5 separate regions of the Mus musculus genome follow, and regions 1, 2, 3 and 5 are each linked to region 4. A link is a contact called in public promoter capture Hi-C data. All regions are on one chromosome and are shown on one strand. Each heading gives the region's core, a stretch centred on a gene start, on an enhancer-like site or on the middle of the called end of the contact. The rest is flanking DNA. Distances are from core to core; before and after follow the strand shown. Region 1 holds the start of Ccdc106 (coiled-coil domain containing 106). Region 2 holds the start of Ppp1r12c (protein phosphatase 1, regulatory subunit 12C). Region 3 holds the start of Rdh13 (retinol dehydrogenase 13 (all-trans and 9-cis)). Region 4 holds the start of Zik1 (zinc finger protein interacting with K protein 1). Region 5 holds the start of Zfp628 (zinc finger protein 628).

What was found. Promoter capture Hi-C pulls out the DNA fragments that hold promoters and counts their contacts.
Region 1: a promoter capture Hi-C map of pre-B cells shows a contact between it and region 4. The contact joins the promoter of Ccdc106 here to the promoter of Zik1 in region 4. A contact is called at or near these places in 5 of 39 promoter capture datasets (cranial neural crest, frontonasal cranial neural crest, maxillary cranial neural crest and 2 more).
Region 2: a contact with region 4 is called in a promoter capture Hi-C map of pre-B cells. The contact joins the promoter of Ppp1r12c here to the promoter of Zik1 in region 4. A contact is called at or near these places in 5 of 39 promoter capture datasets (cranial neural crest, frontonasal cranial neural crest, maxillary cranial neural crest and 2 more).
Region 3: a promoter capture Hi-C map of frontonasal cranial neural crest shows a contact between it and region 4. The contact joins the promoter of Rdh13 here to the promoter of Zik1 in region 4. A contact is called at or near these places in 4 of 39 promoter capture datasets (cranial neural crest, frontonasal cranial neural crest, maxillary cranial neural crest and 1 more).
Region 5: a contact with region 4 is called in a promoter capture Hi-C map of pre-B cells. The contact joins the promoter of Zfp628 here to the promoter of Zik1 in region 4. A contact is called at or near these places in 5 of 39 promoter capture datasets (cranial neural crest, frontonasal cranial neural crest, maxillary cranial neural crest and 2 more).

The regions. Positions count from the first base shown.
Region 1 is chr7:5,055,474-5,058,173 of GRCm38.p6, reverse strand. Ccdc106 (coiled-coil domain containing 106) reads right to left here and starts at 1,448. Exons shown (of 5, transcript NM_146178.2): 1 at 515-1,448; 2 at 271-375; 3 at 6-182. The coding sequence starts at 545. It overlaps Gm15510 (predicted gene 15510), which reads left to right and starts at 1,058. Exons shown (of 4, transcript NR_166619.1): 1 at 1,058-1,421.
Region 2 is chr7:4,500,367-4,503,066 of GRCm38.p6, reverse strand. It overlaps Ppp1r12c (protein phosphatase 1, regulatory subunit 12C), which reads left to right and starts at 1,387. Exons shown (of 22, transcript NM_029834.3): 1 at 1,387-1,801. The coding sequence starts at 1,469.
Region 3 is chr7:4,444,279-4,446,978 of GRCm38.p6, reverse strand. It overlaps Rdh13 (retinol dehydrogenase 13 (all-trans and 9-cis)), which reads left to right and starts at 1,322. Exons shown (of 7, transcript NM_175372.4): 1 at 1,322-1,532; 2 at 2,658-2,700. The coding sequence starts at 1,468.
Region 4 is chr7:10,494,060-10,496,759 of GRCm38.p6, reverse strand. Zik1 (zinc finger protein interacting with K protein 1) reads left to right here and starts at 1,379. Exons shown (of 4, transcript NM_009577.3): 1 at 1,379-1,618; 2 at 2,232-2,270. The coding sequence starts at 2,238.
Region 5 is chr7:4,913,887-4,916,586 of GRCm38.p6, reverse strand. It overlaps Zfp628 (zinc finger protein 628), which reads right to left and starts at 1,370. Exons shown (of 3, transcript NM_170759.2): 1 at 1,182-1,370.

The DNA.
Region 1 (2,700 bases), core at 199-2,698, 5.4 Mb after region 4:
CCCACCTGCATCCATCCGGGCAGAGGAAATGAATTTGTCCAGCTGACACCGCAAGAAGTCCCTCTCCTCCTCCAGGTCCTCAATGCGCTTCTGCAACCACGAGTTCCTCTCCAGTGCCATGTGCAGCTGGGCCTTAACACTGCTCATCAGGGCCAGGGTTGGGGAGGCGCCCTCTGGAGGCTCTAAGAACAGCAGGGACGGAGGTCATGCCCCAGGGTGAGGCAGTACCCCACCTGACTCCAGTCCCTCCAATGCCCTTTCTCAGCTCACCCTCAACATTTCTCCGAGACGGACTCAGACGGTATAAGATTTGTGAGTCTAAGTGGGGTGCCTCTTCAAAGGGAATGGAGATCTCAAAGGTCTCTTCGTCCTTCACTGCAGAGAGGTCAGCAGAGGTCACCCCAGAAGTGGCCTGAACCTTATAGACCACCCCCAACCATTGCTGTCCCATGGACAGAGGGAACCAGAATGTCAGACCAAGGATGGGAAAAGAAAGGGTCCCCAGGTGCCTCACTTGTCCGCCAACGGTTGTTTCTGTCATTCATATCGAGGAGGCTTCCTGCAGACCCAGCAACTGAGCCCTTGGGGGCACTGGACAGAAGCAGGTCACCAAAAGTCGGCAGTCCCTGGAGAGGTGGAATACCTGTCCCTCCGGAGTAAGGAAGGATCACCAGTCTGAGGGAGGAAAGGACCCATACTTCTGGACAGAGTCAGAGGCTTCCAAAGTATGTACCCAGAGCGAGGGGGCTCAGCGAGAGGAATCTTGGTTGTGAAGGGGCTCGGCCCTTAAATTCTTTGGTTCCTCGTGGGGTCAACACCACAGGGAGACCTGGCCTGAATGAGAAAGCCCTTCATCATGGCCCATCTCCGAACCCAATGCCATAAATGGAGAAACAACCACCCCTAACTTCCATTCTTGGGGTAGGGGGTCCATCCTGCAAGCGTTCCCCTGTCCCAGCCGCCCATTCCTCCCGCACTCGCGTGGGCGAGTAAAGCCCCTCCCCGAAGTGGGAGCTGGGCGCGTGCGCAGTGCGTGGGAGGTCACGCGTGGGGATGCGCCCCCACCCTTTGTCCCACAAGTGGGAGGGGGCGACCGTGGCGAAGGGTCCCAGAATGGGCAACCGGCATGGGGGTGTCGACCGTGGGCACCGTTCCCCGCCTTTGGGTGCTCAGGGTACAAGGGGCCGAGGCCCCGCTCTCACCCACCCGCGCACGGACTCCAGCCCCGGGACCGACGGCAGTGGCGGCGCCCATGCCCAGCGCAGGGGAGCGTCTGCAAAGTGTCGCGGAGAGAAGCGCCCACCCACCAGTAAGCGGGCGTAGCGGCAGAGGAGGGGGAGAACTGGATGGCGGAGCGCGGAGACGTGGGCACTAACCGAATCAGGCCTGCCGAGCCTGGGGCGCCTCTTCCTGGAGCCCAGGTGAGGCCCGCCGTTTGCGCGGAGGTCGGGACCGCACTTGCGCGATAGCCCCTTGCAACACCCCTCCAACCCCCACCCCACACACAACCCCCCCCCCCTCCTTTCCCAAAGCCTAGGCAGGGATCCTCATGAAATTCTCATCCTGCACAGCTGATGCGGTTCCGGGGGTCCTCCGGGTGAGTGGCTATGTGACCAGTGGGCCGAGAAAAGTCAGAAGGTATGAGGCAGTAAGGAAAATTGAAGTGAAATTTGAGTCTCCTTTAATGATCCCTAAGTAGCTGATTAATACATGCATACCTTTAGTCTTAGCCGCTCCAACCTACCATAACCTCCACCCACCCCCATCCACGAAAAGGATTAAAGGAATAAGAGGACCAGGATGTGAGAATGGGTTGTGTGGTGGTTACTTCTCCGCAAAGTGTGGGTCAGGAATAGCCCACACTGGAGCCACCTGTGGAACAGCTACACTCCAGTCCTTGCTCCTCATTCCTCCATGGCCTCAGTTTACTCACCTGTTCAGTGGGAAGTTACTCTTAAAAGCCTTTGAGAGGATGTAGTTGTGTGACATACCAAAGGCTCAGCCCAGAACCGGACCACTCTTGGAGCTTAAGATCCAAGCGCTGTTGATATTATTTGAAGTCAGTCGGTGTAGATGCACAGCCTTTAAGACACTCCCCCTCTCCCTTCCGCCCCAAAAGAAGTCGTGTAAAGAGGCTATCTGCATAGGGCACATACACACACACAATCAGAGGAAAGGAGCAGCGAAGACATGTTTATTAGACCTACACTGCCTCTCCGGTTCACAAGCAGCATCCTCTTTGGGGTTCTGAAGCCCTAAGAGGCATGACTTAAACCATCCTTGCAGAGGAAGACTGAATGTGTCAACCAAGACTAAGCAGTTCATTTTTACAAATAAACTGCATCCTGGGTCAGCAAGTCCAGGGGGAACCACCTGCCCTAGATCAGTATTTCAAACCACAGAGAATTGTATAAAGCCAGGTGAACTGTATAAAGCTGTGCTTATGCTCTAAGATGCTATTTTTTTAAGTATATTAATGTGGATTGTAGTTTGGGTGGGGAAGGGGTAGTGTTCAGAACCTTTTTCCCAAAGATGCTAGGAATGTTGCGCAGTGTGTAAGGTGCCTAGCATGCACAAAGCCCAGAGTTTCAGTATTCTGGAAGTGGAGGCAAGATCATAAATCCAATGTCACCCTGAACTACATTACAACCTTATCTAAATAAATAAATAAATAAATGGCAGGTTTGGGGAAACTGAAGT
Region 2 (2,700 bases), core at 138-2,637, 6.0 Mb after region 4:
CAGGGAATTATTACCACTAGAAAACGTGGGCTCGTTCTTGGTCTGGAAACTGACTTCTTAGGTACCTTGCATTCTGAGACATATTTGGAAGTCTGGAGCTGAACCCTTTGGAGGCGTGGCCTTGAGACTACATTTCCCAGCTTGCCCTATGTTATCTGATTTCCTTGAACTTTGCTCGGGAACTTTATCGCCATGTTAAAAGATGAGTTTGGCGGTGACAAGCTTTAATCTTGTTTGAGAACTCAATTTCCCGTCGGCCCTTGGTCTACCTGATGCCTTAGGGAGCCCATTCATTCATTCATTCGAAATATTTTTTATTGCCTACTCTCAGGCTTAGTTCTAGTCATTAGGACTAAGAGGGTCTCAAAGAAAACAAATCGAGTTTACTTATAGCCGATGGGAGAGGGACAGATTCAAAACCAAAACAAGTACGGCATGGTGGCACTCCTTTAATTTCATCACTCCAGAGGCAGGAGGAGGCGGAGTTTTGTGAGTTCGAGGCCATTCTGTCTGCATAGTGAGCTTCAAACCAGGCAGGGCTACATACTGAGACCCTGTCTCAAAACAAAAATAACCCCCCCCCCACACACACACACACACAAACAAACAGACTCCTGTAATCCCAGCAATTAGGAGATGGAGACAGGAAGATCAGAAGTTCAAGGGCATTATTAATGAGTTCGAGCGCCATCCTATCTCAAAACAAATCGTAAAAAGTATGCAAAATTTATTTCTATCTCTCAGGATCCGCTATCCGCTATCATTTCCCATGCGCCTTGGGGTAGTCACTTTACAAAGTACACTACATTTCCCAGCATGCCCCAGTAGCCTGTCCGGCCGCTCTACCCAGATTCCCAGCACTCCCTAGGGACATGTCCTCCTTTAGGCAGTTCTCTTTTTGCTTGTTTTTTCGAGAGAGGGTTTCTCTGTGTAGCTCTGGCTGTCCTGGAACTCAGGACCAGGATCAGACCAGACTGGCCTCGAACTCACTGCCTCCCAAGTGCTGGGATTGAGGGCGTGCCTTTTGAGTTTTTCGTTCGACCCCTTCCAGCTCCGGATTTCTAAACGTGCCTCAGGATATATAGCGAGTCTAGCGAAGACTTCCGCTTGTAGAACCCATTTCCCAGCACTTCTGCCGGCCTGCCGGCTGCCTCATTCTCTAACCTATCTGCTCAAGTTATGCAAGGCTCCTCAATGGGGAGAAACTCCACTTCCCAGCTCGCTACGAGGGGCTTCTTTTTAGGCCCTTGCCCCCAGCGATAGCTACGCAAGTCTCAGGCGGGACTCGGTTACCCAGAGGGCTTTGGGTCGGCGCCGTGACGTCAATATACCGAGCGGGGGCTGGGCGAGCTTCTGGGCGGTGCTTGTCGCGCGGCGGTTCCCGGCGGCCCCCGGGGCGGGCGGGTGGCGGCTGTTCGTCGCCCGGTGCTCGCTCGCTCGCTTAGTAGGCGGGCGAGCGGCCGGCGCGATGTCCGGCGAGGATGGTCCGGCAGCGGGCCCGGGGGCGGCGGCGGCTGCTGCGGCCGCCCGTGAGCGGCGGCAGGAGCAGCTGCGGCAGTGGGGGGCTCGGGCGGGCGCCGACCCGGGCCCCGGGGAGCGGCGAGCCCGCACGGTCCGCTTCGAGCGCGCCGCTGAGTTCCTGGCGGCCTGCGCGGGGGGCGATCTGGACGAGGCTCGCCTGATGCTGCGCGCAGCGGATCCCGGTCCCGGCTCCGGCGCTGCGTCCGACCCCGCCGTCCCTCCGCCTGCCCGTGCCGTGCTCGACTCCACCAACGCGGATGGCATCAGCGCCCTGCACCAGGTCAGCGCCCCCGCCCCGCGTCTTCGCCACTCGGGCATCCTCCCTCCTCGGCCCTGATCCACCTCCCCTCGACTGTGCCATCGCTGAGGATCCCGCCTGCTCTGTGGCCGCCTCTTCTCTGTCATTCGTGCTGTCATCTCTCTCCCGTGCATTTTTTGCAGCATCGCTTACTTCCGTGCCTATGCTGGCCGGGTTCCTCCTTTCCTAGCTGGTACTTGTTTGACTGTGCTGAAGTCTTTCCTGACCCAGGCCTGTGGTTTCGTTCTCCTGCACTCTGACTTGACCCTCTTTAGGCCCAGGTCCTTCAGTGTCACTTCTTTGAAGGTCCATCCTGTTTGTGCCTTCCTCTTCTTCCCGTGACTTGTGCTGTACGTTGTGGCCTCAGGACAGTGTACCACGTTGTTTCCTTGAAAAGGCATTTCCTCTGTCGCGTCATCCTTTGCTTTTTTTTTTTTTTTTAATCTTTTCTCTTACCTACAATCCCATGTCCTTAATTACATTATCAATTCATCCCCCCCCCCCCCAATTTGGGGAGCTTGTCACCTCTTATAGAAGTTTCTCCTCAACTCTCTTTCTCTGTTTACATTGTTTGCCTTCCTGGAAACTTGTAGGCATTTGCTCTTCGAGGAGCTGGACCACTTTTCCTTTTGTTTTGTTGTTTTTCCTTTAGACAAGGTCTTGCTATGTAGCCCAGGCCATCCTCAAATGCAGGTCCTTATGTCTCTGCCCTCCTCCTCCTCCTCCTCCTCCTTCTTCTTCTTTTTTTCGAGACAGGGTTTCTCTGTATAGCCCTGGCTGGGAACTCACTGTAGACCAGACTGGCCTCCAACTAAGAAATCCGCCTGCCTCTGCCTCTGCCTCTGCCTCCCCAGTGCAGGGATTAAAGGCGTGCGCCACCA
Region 3 (2,700 bases), core at 73-2,572, 6.0 Mb after region 4:
GGAACACCAGATAATTGACTCCCACCAACAGGGAGTTTCCCCTGATCCTTGCCAACACTGAATATTTATTATAATGTTGCCAATCTGATAATTGAAAAATATTTATCTCCTTGTCACCTTCATGAAGACAAACAGGTGTCAAGTGTGCTGACATTTTCTAGTGACAGGATGTATTTGTCCACTGTCTATAGCCTTTTTCCTAACTTCCTTTCTTTTCCTTCCTTCCTTCCTTCCTTCCTTCCTTCCTTCCTTCCTTCCTTCCTTCCTTCCTTCTGTCCGTTCGTCTGTTTGTCTGTCTGTCTTCCTTTCCTCCTCTCCTGCTTCTAGACACTAACACTTTAGTATGTTTTAAATATATTATTCTTTCCTTTTGGTGTATAAGTGTGTGGACACATACATGCCGTGGTGGAAGGTCAGAGGACAACTTTTGGGAGTTGATTTTATCTTTCCACCATGTTCTAGGAATCAAACACAAGTTGCAAAGCTTGTATGACAAGTGTCTCTACCCCATGCACCATCTCACTGTTGTTTTAAAGCCAGTATCCTTCTTTTCCTTCAAATCCAATGGTCCAGGTCTCAGTTTCCTCCCTCAGATCCAAAGCCCACACCCCAGACTTCCACTCTTAAACACAAGAGTCCAAATCCTACCCTTCTCCCTCAGACTCAGGAATCTATACTTCACCCTCCTCCCTCAGACCCAGGGGTCCAGGTCCCAGCCTTCTTCCCTCCTTCACAAGGCCTACACAGAAAGTGCTACCATTAACTATTATTTAGAGGAGAAAAACCATGGTTCATTCTACAGGGTCTCGATGTCTGGAAATGGAAATGCTTGGTACCAAACTATCTATCTATCTACTTTATTTATTTTCTTCCTCCCAGATAGTATTCTTCTGCATGGATCTGGCTTCCTAGAACTCCCTCTGTAGAACAGGCTGGCCACAAACTTATGGGTTTGCCTGCTCCTGTCTCCGTAATGCTGGGATTAAACGCGAGCACCACTACCACCCAGCTACTATTTTTTTTATTTCTTCCTTCTTTCCTTCCTTCTTTCCTTCCTTCCTTCCTTCCTTCCTTCCTTCCTTCCTTCCTTCCTCCCTCCCTCCCTCCCTCCCTCCCTCCCTCCCCCCCTCTTTCTCTCTCTCTCTCTCTCTCTCTCTCTTTTTCTTCCCGAACTTCAGGACGCCCTTGGATTGGTTGAGTGTGATGACATTTGATCTGGTAGCTGACACGCCTGTCAACCTCGGCCGCATTCCATCTCCAGAAACTACGTTTCCCAGCATTAAGTGCGCCATGGGCCTACTTCCTAAAGCCCCGCCTCCACATCTGGTCACTCCCCATAGCCGGGTTCTGGTGGCTGTGTGATTCCACGTTCACGCTACTCGAGCGCACGTGGGTTCCTGGGCAGCGCGTTCGTCCGCGGAGTGGCCTGGAGTGCAGACCCACGGACACCCTTTTCCCCAGCCTGGGATGAGCCGCTTTCTGCTGCCGGTGTCCGTAGTGGGCACGGTGATCGGCGGCACCGTGCTGCTCAAGTGAGTCTGCGCGTCTTCTCTGCGCGCTTGGTGGTAGGTTTGCGACAGGGGAATGCCAAACAAGGCCAGAGAAGTATCCCTTGTCCTAAGTCCTCGGACGAATTCTTCCCGCTCACTAGTATGGCTTTTCCGGGAGAGGAGGGCGGGTCACCTCTTCAAGGTCACCTAGGGAGAAGGGGTGGAGCATGGATCTTGTGCTCATTTTATCTCTGGACCACTCCTTCTCTACCCTTTCCTCTTTGCCCAGCCTGTTTGCCTCCCCTTCCTTCCTTTCTTCCCTTTCCTCTCCTCCCCCGTCCTTCTTTCCTTCCTTGCGTTTTTCAGACTGGGTCTCACCATGAAGCCTTGGCTGGCCTGGAACTCGTTATATTGACCAGGCTGATTTTGAATTCACGAGAGATCTGCCTCTGCCTCCTGAGTGCTGGGACCAAGGACATGCGTGTCTGTCACCGCTAACAGCTTACATGAGGTGTTTCCCTCCCCGCCCCCCCCCCCCCCGCATGTATGCATATGCTATGCTTTCGGAGGTTAAAAGAAGATGTTAGATCCCGTGGAACTGGAGTTATTGTGAGTCACCGTGTGGGGTGCTGGGAGCTGATCCTGGGTCCTCTGTAAGAGCAGCAGTGCTCTTACTGCTGAGACATCTCTCCAGCTTCTTGATGTATACACACCCGCTTCCCAATCATTGTTCTCCAACTTCCATGGACCCCTTCTGACACATGCTCCTTCCAACGTCATGCATTCTGTCTGTCTGTCTGTCTATCCATCCATCCATCTATAGACAAGGCAGCATGTAGCCTAGGCTGGCCTTGAGCTTGCTCTGTAGTCGAGGATGATGACCTTAAATTCCTGGTATTCCTGCCATTGCCTCCTGAGTACTGGGCTTGCAAGTGTGTACCACCACTTCTGGCTATTGTCTTTTGTTTTTATAAAAGTATGAATAAATGATTGTTACCTCTTGGAGATGTTCCAACGTATAATCCTTTTCTGAGGCCATGACGAGGACTCCCGTGTGTTTGGGTGCTTTGGTGATGGATGTGAGCTTACGAGTGCTTTGCCCCAGCTCATAAATCTTGAGGCAGGCACGAGGCAGACAGAACTCACTGTGCTGTTTCTCACCTTCAGGGACTATGTCGCTGGTGGGGCTTGTCCCAGCAAGGCCACCATA
Region 4 (2,700 bases), core at 130-2,629:
AGCTTTGTTGCATAACTGTTAACTGTGAGATTGAAACATTCCATTCTTAAGTAGGCAGTTGAGACAATGCAAAATAGCTTCAGAAAGTGCCCCCCCCCAAAAATGAGATTTTCAAGGCACATTTTTCCTTAATAAACCAAGCTGCAAAGAAGACTGCGTCCAGACCAGTTAGTTTCCTAGAAGTAGTAGAAAGCTCAGCTAGCCACTTGGAAATTTAGACAACTGAGTATCATTGAAAAGACACTCCAACCTGTTCAATTGACTTTCACTGTTGGTATTTGTTGATATTTTAGTTTGACTCATGCTCTGTAACCATGCTAGCCCAGAACTAATAATTCTCTTCCCTCTGGCATCCTTTGTAGGAATTGCATGGTGTACATCAGCATGAGTTACAACTTTAGCTATCTCTGGTCCTGAGATTGATGGATGCCAAATATACAAATACAGACAAACACAAAACTTTTCATATGCTAGGAGTTTAAGATTTGCTTGAACTCTGTTTAACTTTGTCTTTTTTGTAGTTGTGTACAAGAGTTACATTTAGTTTATGGCCAGTTGGTGGCTGCTGCTCTCTACCTCTATAAGCGGCGCCCTCAGGAGAGGGCGAGTTGCAGAACTTGCTGGCCTCACACAGATCCTGATTTCTTTTTTTTCCTGGAGAGGCAATTTCTGCTTTTTATTGATATTCAGGCTAGTCAGCCAACTTTCTAGCTACCGGACAGATCTAGTTGAAGCTTAAGGAGCTGTGTGTGTTCTCTTAGGGCAACACTGAAGAAGAGGCAAATCAAGTGCCATAGGAGTGGTATTAGAATACAAAGGGAGGGGGTATTTAAGCAGACAACAGGGAAATGTAGGAGTCACTATGGATTTAAATTCGACTCCCTGCAAGTGGCTTCCAACAGTGGACTAGGAGGCCAAGTGCCCTGAGCTAGTTCAAGAGGCTAGGCATGGGCTCTCCATCGGATGTCTGCCCAGCATTTGGGTACACATGGAGAAATCCCGCAGTTCCCCCGGAGTTTGAGTTCATCTATACAACCACAGCCTCTTTTGACCTCCAGTCTAGCATCCTTGTATTCTGTTTGCCCCCAAGTTGGAAAACACTGGGGTGGGTGGCCCCAGACTATGGCCGAGGACTTCAGAAAAGAAGACAGATGAAAAGGGTTGTTTGCTAGCGTACATGGCGCTTCCCAGCACACATCCCTTTTGGCCTTTGTTCCAGGTGATGAAGTTGCACAGCTTCCCCACCCACAGACGCATATCTGAAGGAACTACGTTACCCAGAATGCACTATCCACAGAGAGAGGAGCATGAGCCAATGAGAATTTAGGATAGTACCATCTTCGGGTTTGGCTGGAGGAATGGGGCGGGATTTCCGGCTGCGCTCTGTGGCGCTCATTTTAGCGGTTTTTGGGTCCCTCCTTCCAGATCGTGTGCAAGACCCCTTTGTCCAGAGGTGTACGGATCGAAGAATCTCAAAGGAGCGGTTCTAAGGGCGTAATATTCATCGCAGCCCCGGCACTGACAGTGGCAGTATTGTCCAGGTCCCTCGTCCCCGTTTCCCCGTTGTCTGCGCTCGCTTACTTGGATGGCTGTGCCCACGCTCATGCACCAGGCTTAGGTAAGTGGTGCGACATTTGTGGCTCCCTTGTCCTCGCCACTTATCTTGCAGAGTCGGAATTAGGGAGTCCCCTTAAGTCGCTACTCCCCAGATCCCTGTATTAGTAGGAGTACGTGATTCGGCTTTTCTATTTGCAAAGCTACAATGAGGAGGCGGAGTGGTACAGCCAGGGCCATAGTGTGTGTAATTTCTTGGAGCGACGCTGAAGTGTGGACTATTTAGGCCCGTAATAATGAGATGAAGTGTTGTACCATTTTCCCCATGACAGGAATTCGTGTTATGGAAAAACTACACAGACTTGAGTGTGGGTTTTAGGGTTTCCAAAAAGCTGCTGCTCGTGATGAGAGTATGTATGTATATATGTATGTATATTCTCATCTCAGCTAGTTCTTGGACCACCCTAGGGTTTTCCAACCTGGGAGTTGTGTGGAGATATATTATAGGCCAGTTGAGTCATTGTTCAAGGGTCCATAAGTAAGCACAAGCACTGAGGATTTAGGATCAGATGTAACGAGGGCATCCCTATGTCACTTTGCTCCGGGTTGGGAGAGGGTATAGGAAAACCTAAAGCTTTGGGTCCCTGCCATCATTCATAACATCTCTCATCTCACAGGTGTCCATGACTGCAGAAATGGATATGGCCCTCATGCAGGTGAGGAGAATATGTCCTAGGCTGTCACTGAGATATTTGTCTTGAGTCAAAGGGGCCTTAACAAATTGAAGATTGGAGTAGTTCCTTTTGGTAACAAACAATAGAATGTGATCTGTAAGGTTGACGCAGGCATTGATTGGCATGTGTAAATGTTTGGAGATGAGGCTCATGTGGTTCATAGAACCCCAAGTGTTTTCTTCTGAGGGAAGTGAAAGCAGCAGGGCAGGATTCAGATCTGGAATGAATCTCAGCGTTCTGCTTTAGAGTGATGAGAGTAATTCAACATTTAGGGAAAGGAAAGGGAAGAGGAGGGAGGTGATCTAATCTTAGTCACATAAGCCTCCATGTTTCTGTGGCATGGAGAACCCAGTTATTGTGAGGAAGTCAATAAGACCATGGGGGAAGCTGCCATAATAGTTTGGGAAAGTGT
Region 5 (2,700 bases), core at 121-2,620, 5.6 Mb after region 4:
TCAAAGGCGTGCATCACCACCACCCTAGCCAGGACTTCTCAACCTCACCAGCACAGAGATTTGGAGACAGGTCATTCTTTGTCAGAGGGGCTGTCTAATAAATGGATGGGTGTTCATCAGGATTCCTGACTCAATAGGATGGATGCCACTGGTAACAAAACACAGTGCCAGCTTGACCCTTCCCTAGTAAATCCTGAAGTCAGTACTGCAGTGACAGTACCCCAGGACAGTCCCATCAACATATAAGTCTCTTACTGCTTGTTCTACTCTGTCAATGTTCACATCATCCAAACAGAGAACCTCTGCTTCGTTCGATCGATCGTTCTCTGATGCATCCATCACCCACCAAAACATCAGGAGAGAGCATGCTCAGTAAAGACAGTCTGAGTGAAGAGAGGGAGGCACCCCCTTTTGACAGGTTATAAAGGATTTCTTTTTCAAAGGGCAATAGGCTATGAAGGATTGTTTTTTTAAAGGGCTGTTGTTCCTTTTGGCGTGTAGGTGACAAATGAGGTTCAGAAACTGTCTGTGCCTCTGAGGCCATATCTTTTAACACAAGAGGCCCAACGGAACAGGGACCCATCTTAGCAGTGAGAGTGCCCTTTAAGCGTCTGGGCTTTACGAGGAAGCTCTTGGGGTTTGGGATGTAGCTCGGTTATTAAGGGTTAATGACTGGCATGCACAAAGCTCTGGGTTCTTGTCACAGTACACCATAGAACTGGGCGTGGTGGCACAGGCAGGCCTGTAATCCCAGCGCGCAGATGAAGGCAGCAGGATCGTAAATTTAAGGTCATTGTCAGCTATACAGTGAGTCTGACGGCATCCTAAGCTACATGAGGTTTTATCTGGGAGGGAAAAAAGATCTCTTTGTTCAGATAGTCTAGGGACCAGCAGAATTATGAAACTTTTCCTTCAATGTTTGGGAAACTATCACCCGCTTTTAAGGAAATAACCCCCTTTTAGGAGAAAGGGGAGAAGGGAAAGGGCAGGAAGCTTTGCAAAAATGCAGCTAAACACACTGTCCTTACCCCTTTAAGAGGGCGGAGCCGGCCTAACAGATTAAATATCGGAGGCGAAATAGCGACCTTCCCTTTAAGGTACCCCTTCCGGTTTCCCGCTCGCCGTTCTCCAAACGACTCCGCCCTCCGGCCCTTCCCCCACCGCGCCCTCCGGTCTCTCACCTGTGGCCCCGGTCGGGGAGGGGGATCAAGGAGAACCCCAGGGCCTTCCCGCGGGGGCTGACGGGAAGCGGGGCCCGGCACAGCGCTGCGGGACCCGCGGCCCGGGAGGGGGCGGGGGCGCGCTCCCTCCCCACGGCCCCCGGCGCGAGGCACTCAACCTTTATCGGCGGCCTCTCGCGCACACAAACCCCGCCGCCGCCGCCTTCGTGCGTCATGACGCAACGCGCCAAGCCCGGCCCGGCCCCACCCACTGCTGGGGTTCGCCAGATGCAGAATCCCGGGGGTCCAAGCCTCAGGCCCGTGGTGTACACGCAGACCCTGTTCCCTCGTGCTGGGAAGGAAACTGAGGCACTCAACCTTCCTGCATGGCCTGGGATGGCCTGGGTCTCGGGAGTCTGAGTTGCCCCTACAAGCCTGCTTTTTTTCCCCTGCCTGCTGGTATCTGGGGCCAAGCTTGCTTTCTGAGCCTGTGCTGAGACTTTCGGATAGATTATTTTTGTTGTCTTAATTGTTTTTTGTTTTTGTTTTTTACTTTTTGAGACAATGGGCTCTTGTAGGCTCATGTAGCACGGGCTGGCCTTGAATTTTTTTTTTTTTTTCCGAGACAGTCCTGGAACTCTGTAGACCAGGCTGGACTCGAATTCAGAAATCCTCCTGCCTCTGCCTCCCAAGTGCTGGGATTAAAGGTGTGCGCCACCACTGCCCGGCTGCCTTTTTCTTAAGATCTATTTATTTTTACCTTCTCTGTATATGTGAGTTCCCACATGCATGTCTGTGCACCCCATGTGTGCCTGGTGCCTGAGGAAGCCAAAACAGAGTGTCAGATCCTTTGGAGCTAGAGTTACAGGGCAGTTGTGAACTGTCTGGTGTGGTCCCAAGGAACCGAAGCCCAGTCCTCTGTAAAACTAGCAGTTGTTCTTAACTACAAAGCTATCACCCCAGCCCTAACTTAGAGGGCTGGTGAGATGGCTCAGACTGATGGTACTGATGCTCGCTGCCCAGTGAAGCCATAGAGGAGTCTTAATCCAGCAACATGGCTATTGTGGCTGGAACACAGATATGACCTTAGTACACACCTTTAATTCCAGGAGACAGAGGCAAGCAGATCTCTTTGAGTCCAAGGCCAGCCTGGAATAGAGCAAGTTTCAGGTAAGGAAAAGCTTAGGACCAGGTTTGGTGGTGCATGCCTTTAATCCCAGCACTCAGGAGATAGAGGCATGTAGATCTCTGAGTTCTAGGCAACCAGTTCAGTTGAATCAGTGAGTTGAGAGGCTATGCAGAGGAGTTCAGAGGTAGTTTTCATAGAGATGGTTTTATAGAGACAAGTTGCAGGTGAAGACACAATGAGCCAGAGAATAAAAAGAAGCCAAATTAGAACAGATTTCTAGAGTTAGTTTGAGGTCAAGCAGAGCAATTCAGTCAGAAGCTGAGAGAATCAGTCACTTTGGAGAGGTGTTTAGGCCAGAGAAGCTGAGTTGAACCAGCCAGCCAGAATTCAGAAAGAGCTAGAAAGGGTGAG